Linked DNA regions of Oryctolagus cuniculus: all the other regions are linked to region 2. Evidence: chromatin contacts called from public Hi-C and Micro-C data. All regions are on one chromosome and are shown on one strand. The core of a region is the stretch at or near the end of the contact, and the rest is flanking DNA. Distances in the headings are between cores, read along the strand shown.

Region 1 (2,772 bases), core at 218-2,717, 56 kb before region 2:
AGCATTACTCGACTTTAGAGATTTTTTTTAAGAAAAGTTAACAAGAAACCATAGAGTACAGGTGCCAGTGTCTCCCACATTTGTGTCGGATAGATTTGATTCACCCATAAGCTTGAGAGTCTAATGAAGCCTCAGAACCGTTCTCCTGTTTGCTTGCACAATCCTTAGCCACTTTGCTCACCTAGATGTGTCTGTCACTCTAGGAAAGTCAGCTCTTCAGATTGCCTCAAAACAATACAGGTGGCCCGTAGTGAAGTAACAGACATCTAACAGAGCAGCATCCACATGGAGAACTAAAAGGGATGGTTAAAAACTTACTTAAAACCTGAACTTCGAGATGTGAGGGAGGTGGACCCTTCCTGAATGACACCTACAGTGCTCACGGACCTTCAGCCTTTCGTTCCCTCGTGTGTCTGAATTTGCTCTTCCACACAGAACACTCTCCCTCCTCCTCCTCCTCTGCCTGCCAATGACTCCTAATTCTTACAGACGCTTTTCAGAGCTTTCTTCGTTTTAAATGTCCCTCTTCCGAGCTTTCTCACAAGTTTTTCATTTTGCCTCAATGTATTTAGCACCTGGTAAGCATCGAAAGTCAAATCAATGTAAAAAGGAGCAAACTGATACACAGACGTGTTCTAAACAAAGTAAAAAACATCAAGGAATTACAAAACCTGGGCTTTATCACCTTGGTTCTGTCACTTACTTGGTTGTGTGACCCTAGGAAAGAAATCTCTAACACCCTCACTTGTACAACATTCTGGGGAATAGTTTTCTCCTATAAAAACGAAAAATGACTTTTTTCAATAGTTTAGCAAGGCCTAAAACAGGATGAGGCACGTGAAGCTGGTCCAGCACTTGCCTGAAGCAGAAACCAAGCGCTGGGGGTGACACTATGGCTTTTCCTGCTGCCCTAGGCTCTGGTTTGGCTCATCAGACAAGACCAGACCAGGGTGCTCATTTTTCCTTTGTGACTCAGTACAGACCTCTCTGCCCTGTTTTTATCTAAAACTTTTATTTTGATAGATCTTTGCATTAATTTGTAATACTACATTAAAACATCACCTTGTTCTGTGTTATTTTGCTAGTACCCCCTTAACTTTGTGCCCAGTGCCAGCCAAGTACCTCGACCGGCTTCACCCTAACCCCACCGCTGGTCCTAAGATGCCAAATGTCTACAGTGATAGTCGTTAGCTGTAGCGTGCTTTCATTTTGAAAGAATGTATAAAGAACGATTTGATCTAACTTTCAGAATGAAAATCAGTAGAATTAAGTGTAAAGTTAGTAGCAGTCCTAATGGTGAGGGTGCTGCTACAATGAAAGTAATAATTTTAGTTATAATACTTAGTCACAATAATAAGGCAGCTACTGCTTACAGAGTGCTGGAATACCAGACACAACGCCAGACGACGTACACAACAACCACCTCATTTAATCTTCCTAGCAGACTGTGCAAGGAGGTGCTACCTTTTTTTTTTTTTTTTCCTGAGGAAATTAGGCTTGAGGAATGTAAAACAATTTCACAGAACTGCACGGCTAAAATGTAGCAGGGCTGGTATTGGGTGTAATGCCAAGTCTCAAGTCATTATTAGCACTTTTAATACTTTTATAAGGTTCTAAGTTTTTTCTTCAAAAATAATCAGTGGGATAGGAAGTCATGAGTCAATGTACTATATATAATGTAGTATGTTATTTAGAAACACATGAATAAAATTAAGATAAAATTATTTTTGTAGTACAAAACTCCTTTGGTTTATAAATCAATAATTCTTTCCACTATAAACAAGTTTTCTTCCTCAAGGAAGGTATACTGTTTTATGAAAACTTCCTACAAATTAAAACCAAAAATCAGGAATGTAACCATTTTGCCATTATAAGATTTAAGAACAATTTTTAATGCATCATGTCTGAATGCTAGTCTTAATTTAATTGGTATTCAATTGAGAAACTTGGGTCAGATAAACTTGATAGCTTAATACTGATTGAAGTCAAATCAAATTTTTTATATCTAACTCACAAAATGAAACACTATACACTGACTTTAGAGTAGAAACAACCTGTCCACCCAAGATACAACAAATATATATAAGGAAGAAAAAAAGCCTTTTAGTTTTATTAGTTTTCCTATTGTGTTCATGGTACACAGGAAAAGGAAATTAATTATATGGCCTTAATATTTTTGTTACAACAATAATTTCTAAAAGATTAATTTATTTATTTGAAGGGCAGAGCTAGAGAAAGAGCAAGAAAGCTTCCACCCGCTGGTTCTCTTCCCAAATGACTGCAAAAGGCCAGAGCTGGGCCCATCCGAAGCCAGGAGCCAAGAGTTTCTTCCAGGTCTCCCACGTGGGCACAGGGGCCTAGGCACTTGCCCATCATCCACTGCTCTTCCAGGCCATCGGCAGGGTGCTGGATTGGAAGAGGAGCAGCCGGGACTCATCGGTGCCCAAATGCAACGCCAGTGCCACAGGCGGCAGCTTTACCTGCTCTGCCACAGCACCGGCCCCACAATAATATAGTCCGACAGCAATACTGTAGGTACAGTGATGGGCGGGTCTACACTAACTTCCTTATGAGGAAGCTAAGGCACCTGAAGCACAATGGGTTAATGGACATCTGCAGGAGCCGTGGTGACAACTTCCCTGCAGAGCATAGCCAGGAACTACAGATACTGGCGCCTGCTGGCACAGGGTTGAGCTGCCTCGTGGGATGTCTGCGTCTCATATCCGGGTGCCCTGCCAGTCCCAGCCACTACACTTCCCATCCAGCTTCCTT
Region 2 (2,700 bases), core at 122-2,621:
GATCTCCCAGCCCCACTCCAGCCCTCCGGAGCGAACAGCCAGAGTATCTTTCTCCACTTTTTTCTCCCCCGGGGAACGGTCCGCACCGTCTCTTCCCATAAATGCATCTCGGTGGCACTCTAATTAAATCGCCTGCAAAACACAGGCGTCCACCCTGACGAAAGGAAGACACGAGCCAGCAATCGATGGCGCGTTTCTAATTCGCAGACCACGTTCTCTGCCGAGTCAAAAGTCCCCCAGCAGCCTTGACGTGGCTTCACAGCCCCTCTTAGGGACGAGGCACAGTGAAGAGGTTCACTACCGTACAAGTCAAGACTGGGGGGGGGGGGGGCTAGCGCTATTATCTCGAGAAATTAAATATACAGAAACGAAATGCCAACCGCGCGATGTCCAAAGACAACTTGGGACGCACAACTTGGGCGCTGCGTTCCAGGGTCGCAGCCTACAGGGAGCGGGCTCTTCGTCAGGAACCCCAGGTGGGCACTCCCCACACGGCCAGCATCGGGCGTCCAGCTCCCCCGCGGGCACCCGCGTCCCCCCACGCAGCCTGACACTCCCCCAGCCCCGCACCAAGCCTGGCCGAGCCGCGCCCCGACCTCCCCAAGCCCCGTGGGTGGGCAGGGCTGCTTCCTCCCGCGGCTCCGGCAGAGGGGAAGCCGGGGTGACACCGGGAGCACCCGAAGGTGGGCGTCTCCTCGGGCCCCCCCTCCCCGCTGCCGGGAGCCGGGCGGGGGCGGCGAGACCTCCCCCTCCCCACGGACGGGCGGGCACAGAGGGGGCTCCGAGGCCAGACCGCGCGCGGCAGGGCTCGCAGGCCCCGGCCACCTACCAGCAGGCTCTCCACGTTGATGGGGGAGCGGGGATCCCGGATCAGCGCCTCCAGCTTCCTCTGGCGGCCCGCGCCGGCCCCGTCCCCCGGCGCGGCCTCGGGGGCGCCGGGCATTTTCCCCGTCGGCGGGGGCCGGCTCATGCCGCCAGCGCCAGGCCCGCACTCCGGCTCCCCGCGCTCAGCTCCGGCCGCCGCGGGGCCTAGCGCCGGCTCCAGGCGGAGCTCCACGCCGCAGCGGGGCCCGAGGCTGCCTTCGCGGGGCCCGCCCGGCCCGGCCCGGCCCGGCCCGGCCGGGAGCGGCGAGGCGCAGATGGCGTCCCCGCCCCTCAGTCCGATTCGCGCCGCCCGGTGCGCGGCGAGCTCCCGCAGGACTCGGCGGGCGGGAGCGGGGAAGCGGCCGGGCCGCCCCGCCCTCCGGCTCCCGGGAGGCTGAAGCGCAGCTCGGGGCAGCTACGGCCGCCGCCCGCCCGCCCCCATGGTCGCCGCGGCCGCCTCGCAGTCCCACCAGCCCGCTCCGCTCACGCCCGGCGGCGCCGCGTCCCGGCCCCGGCGCGCGCCGCCGCTACCCACAAGCCCCTCGGCCGCGGCCGCCGGCGCGCGCCCGCGCCCGCGCCCGCGCCCGCGCGCGCCCCGCCCCGCCCGCCCGCCCGCCCGCCGGCCCCCGCTCGCCGCGCCGCCTTCCTCCGCTCCTCTTCCTCCCTGTCTCTGCCTCCGAGCCGCCCGCTCGGCGCCCCGTGCGCCCCCGCCGGGAGTCCTGGGGGGGCGCGGGCGCGCGCGGGGGAGGGGCGGGGGCGCCCGGGTCCCCGCCCGCCTGACCCCGGCCCGGCCGGCGACCCCGCGGCCCCCGCTGACTCAGCGCGCAGCTATGCGGGCCTTGCAGCGCCCGCGCCCGAAGAATAGCGACCGCGGCGGCCGGCGGGGCCTGCGCGGGCCGCGGGGCCTGCAGCCGGCGCTTCCGCCCCCGAGGCGGAGGCCTCGCAGCCTGGCCCTGGCCTCTGACGGGAAAGCCGTGGGGAGACGCCGGGCGCCCACGGGCCTTTCGGGGGGCGACTCCGGGGGCCGCCCCGGGGTCACACGCGCCCCGGGGGCAACCCGGAGCGAGCGAGGCAGGGGTTAGGAAGCGGTTCCCGGGGCCCCTGTGACCCGGCCGCCCAGAGGAAGTGACCCGCAGGGGCAGGGGCCCTGCACCGAGACGTCCACGGCTCGGCTGTCGATGCCCCCGGTGGCCGAGCCCGGGGTCCCGCGGGCCGGTCAGCCGGGCGCACTCCCGGGAGGAGCCCTGGCAGGTGTGCGGACGGCGGAGCACGTGGAACTTGAATAAAGTTAAATAAAGCCGAAGGCACGAAGTAGCGGGCGCGCACTGTGTAGCTGTGTCCCCTGAGCGGCTCCAAGACCGGCCGAGAAGTCGGCTCGCGGGTGAATGGGATCCTCTTTCCCGGGAAGATGCTTCAAAGCGCACTGAAGTTTGCAAAATGCCCTAAAACGCACGAGCCACTCCAAAACAGCTACAATCTGATACCATTAAGCAGGAAGAATCTCAAGCTGCTCTTCGCGGCCGGTCAGAGATAAGCCCGCAGATATGGTCTAAAAGTAGCATTTTTATCAGTAAGTGTTCCAGGAGCCTGCTCTTCGCTTTTGGGCGGAAGCCACCCTTTCTTGGACTTGGGCGGCGAGAGGCCCTGGACGAATTCCGTCTCAGAGACTAACCCTCGCTTCTGGTCCGAAGGAGGGTTAGTGTTGGGTTACCTGCGTGGACCCCACCACGGGGGCACTCCTCCTTAGCCTGGACACACCATGAGGGCGCCACCGCTGGTTCTGCCTGCTTTGCCCTGAGGACAGCTTATGCAAGACAGTAGGAAGACTGTAGGCCC
Region 3 (2,700 bases), core at 21-2,520, 40 kb after region 2:
AGAGGGCTGGCCTGAAGAGGGGCAACCGGGACAGAATCCGGCGCCCCGACCGGGACTAGAACACGGTGTGCCAGCGCCGCAGGTGGAGGATTAGCCTAGTGAGCCGCGGCGCCGTCCCCAAGTCTGGAAAGTTCTAAGGCTGGCAGTCTTCCCAGGGTGACGCATCACCTTTTAAATAACAAATGGGTCACTCGAGGGAACCCTGATGACGTGCAGTTGCAGGATGCGGGCACGCCACGAGAGGCGGCACGATGCCCAGGTATTTGCTGAAACGGGGAAGTGCTTTGTCAGTGGTCGGCAGCCCAGACTTCAAGTCCCAGCTGCTCCATTTCTGATCCAGCTCCCTGCTAATGCGCCTGGGGAGGCAGGAGCAGATGGCCCGAGCTACTGGAGCGATTCCTAGTAGCTTCCGGAACGGGGGTGTTCACTCAGTTGACTCACTCTGCCTTTCCTGTGCTGATTTATTGCTTGGAGCATCACCTGGGTGCTGGTGTGTCCTGGGTCCAGGCTTACAGTGCAAAGTGTGAGTGACACGGGGGAGGAGCAGGGGGCAGATGTGCCACGTTCAGGATCTCTGGTTGAGGCACGGAAACACGGGCAGGCCCAGCTAGTGGTCGTTGTGTCCACGGCAAGAGGGGCATGGGTGTGCTGTGGAGTGACCGTGGAGCCTGGAGTCCCATCCTTGTCTTCCAGCACCTGTGCCGCTCTTGACGATGGTGGGACTCGGGCCCGTGGACTCGCCATTGGCCCCCACCACCAGCTTCCCCGTCTCTAGAGTGGCTTCCCTCTGTGCTTTGCAGCGACACTGGTTAGTAGTACGTAACGATACCAGCTACCACGTCGCAGTGAACAATCACACTTCGCTGGCACTCGGCCCCGACGAAGCACATCACATTTCCCTACAACCCTAGCAGATTGATCCTATTACTACTCGCATTTTTTGGGTGAGGCAGCCAAGAGCCCAAAGGGTGGAATACCGTGCGTGGACCCCTAGTGCGTGGACCCCTAGCCCCACCAGAGCACTGCTCTCCGGCCTGGGTGACATCATCGCCCTGTCCACCATGCTGTTCCTGCCACTTGGGGTCCTGATCCAGGAAGCCTAGATCGAGACTTGTGCAGGCAGGGGGCTGGGGTGGGGGACAGATCCTCTGAGCCCAGCCAGCTGCCTCGACCTGCCCACTGTCACCCAGGAAACAACCTCCCTTTTACTGTTGCCGTGGAAACCATCTCAACCCTCTCTCTGCCACCTTCACCATGGAGACAGCCAATGGGGAAGCAGCTCCTTGAGTGGGAGAGGTGAGAATGAGCCTCAGACCCTCCCGTGCTGCCGGAGAGCAGGCTCCAGGAGGAAGCCAGCTGGAAATTCCCCCTGTCCCAGGAATGTGGAGAAGTCTATTGTCAAGGCCAGGATGTCCCTGGGGCAGATGGGGGTTAGAAGAACTGCGGTCTGGGTTTATTTCTGGAGACTGACTTTCCTTAGCGCAAGCCCAAGGAAATCCAAATGTTCGCGTCTCACAGACACTGGCAATGCCCCGGGCCAGGGCTTCTCGTGGGTGTCCTTGGGCTTCCAAGCTGCAGGAAGGCGTTGGGTGCTGGTGCCTGGTGACGAATCTGTCGGGCCGGGGCTGCAGCCGTGCGTGGCTCTCTGGCTCCGGGCTCCCAGGCCGGTATGTTCCTTAGGCAAACAGGAGGCGCAATCCTTGCGTTGCCAGACTTTATTTTGGGAGAGAAGGATGTGGGCACTGGAAGCTGCAGGGGCAGGATGATGCGACGGGTAAGAATGTGCACACTGGCATTGCACGGCCGAGCGGCGTCCTGCTGTGTGGCGTGTGTGCACTTGACCTTCTCAAATCTCCGGTTCTTTGAAAGTAAAATTGAGTTCATAGCAGTGTCACTCTCTTAAGGCTCTTATGGTGACTAAATGAGACCCACAGGGCACAACACCCAGCACAGGGCAGCACACTCAGTAAATGTGGGCAAACGTTGTCCTGTGACGATCGTTTCACAGACGACGGAACATTTTAACAGCACGACACCATGTTAGCCAACACGACAGCGTTTAAACTGTAGACTCTTAGTCAATGTCTCATCCTCACCGATTCTCTCAGGGTGGACCTCAGAACTCAGAGGCCCACGGTCAAAGACAGGTGAGAGATCAGGAGCCCTTAGCAGCCAGCCCGAACCTGGGGGTGGGCCCTGGCCCTGCCCGGCCAACACCTGCGCAGGGCTGGACTGCAGCCACGCCAGGACATGAGCTCAGACTTGCCCCTCCCCGCCCCTCTCCCTGCCCCTTTTGGCCACGTCAGTGTTCACTGAGGTCTGAGGGTCCTGGCCCCGGGAGCCAGAGCTGCTGCCTGCCCCCTTCCCGTTCTCCCGTCGAAGCTGGCTGCTCGGCCACTGGTTCCTCCTGGTTCCCGGGCAGCCACTCCCACTCCACGTGCCCGGCCGGAGCTGGGCACCGCAGAGCCTCCTGCACAGGCTCATTTGGAGAGGCCTCCTCTTGCAACGTCGTCTCCTCTGGCTGCCCTGCGGGGACTTGGGTGCTGGGAGCGTGGGAGGATCTGCGAACAGACGGCGAGCCAAGAGGCCCGGAGAGAGCAGAATCCGGCAGGAAACGCGGTCGGAGGCGGAATGAGTCAGCAGCTCTCTCCCCGGCCTTCGCTTTTCTTTTCTCTGAGAAGGAGCAGTTTCCCTGCCTTA

Evidence for each region. Hi-C and Micro-C count contacts between places; a contact is called where the count stands out from the background.
Region 1: a contact with region 2 is called in a Micro-C map of ear pinna, with 1.7 times the contacts expected there. The contact joins the enhancer-like site here to the promoter of ROCK2 in region 2. A contact is called at or near these places in 2 of 6 Hi-C or Micro-C datasets (ear pinna and embryonic fibroblasts).
Region 3: a Hi-C map of psoas muscle shows a contact between it and region 2, with 2.8 times the contacts expected there. The contact joins the enhancer-like site here to the promoter of ROCK2 in region 2. A contact is called at or near these places in 2 of 6 Hi-C or Micro-C datasets (ear pinna and psoas muscle).

What each region holds. Positions count from the first base shown.
Region 1 is chr2:191,397,441-191,400,212 of mOryCun1.1, reverse strand. All of the region lies in intron 1 of ROCK2 (Rho associated coiled-coil containing protein kinase 2), which reads right to left. Among named protein-coding and RNA genes, the nearest start is that of ROCK2, 57 kb to the right of the region's middle. Within about 2 kb of position 1,467, at least 1 of the 8 cell types and tissues checked has an H3K27ac peak or open chromatin away from gene starts, as enhancers often do.
Region 2 is chr2:191,340,981-191,343,680 of mOryCun1.1, reverse strand. It overlaps ROCK2 (Rho associated coiled-coil containing protein kinase 2), which reads right to left and starts at 1,371. Exons shown (of 32, transcript XM_070069461.1): 1 at 830-1,371. The coding sequence starts at 970.
Region 3 is chr2:191,301,136-191,303,835 of mOryCun1.1, reverse strand. No RefSeq gene overlaps it. Among named protein-coding and RNA genes, the nearest start is that of ROCK2, 40 kb to the left of the region's middle. Within about 2 kb of position 1,270, at least 6 of the 8 cell types and tissues checked have an H3K27ac peak or open chromatin away from gene starts, as enhancers often do. A contact at or near this core is called in ear pinna, where this site is marked.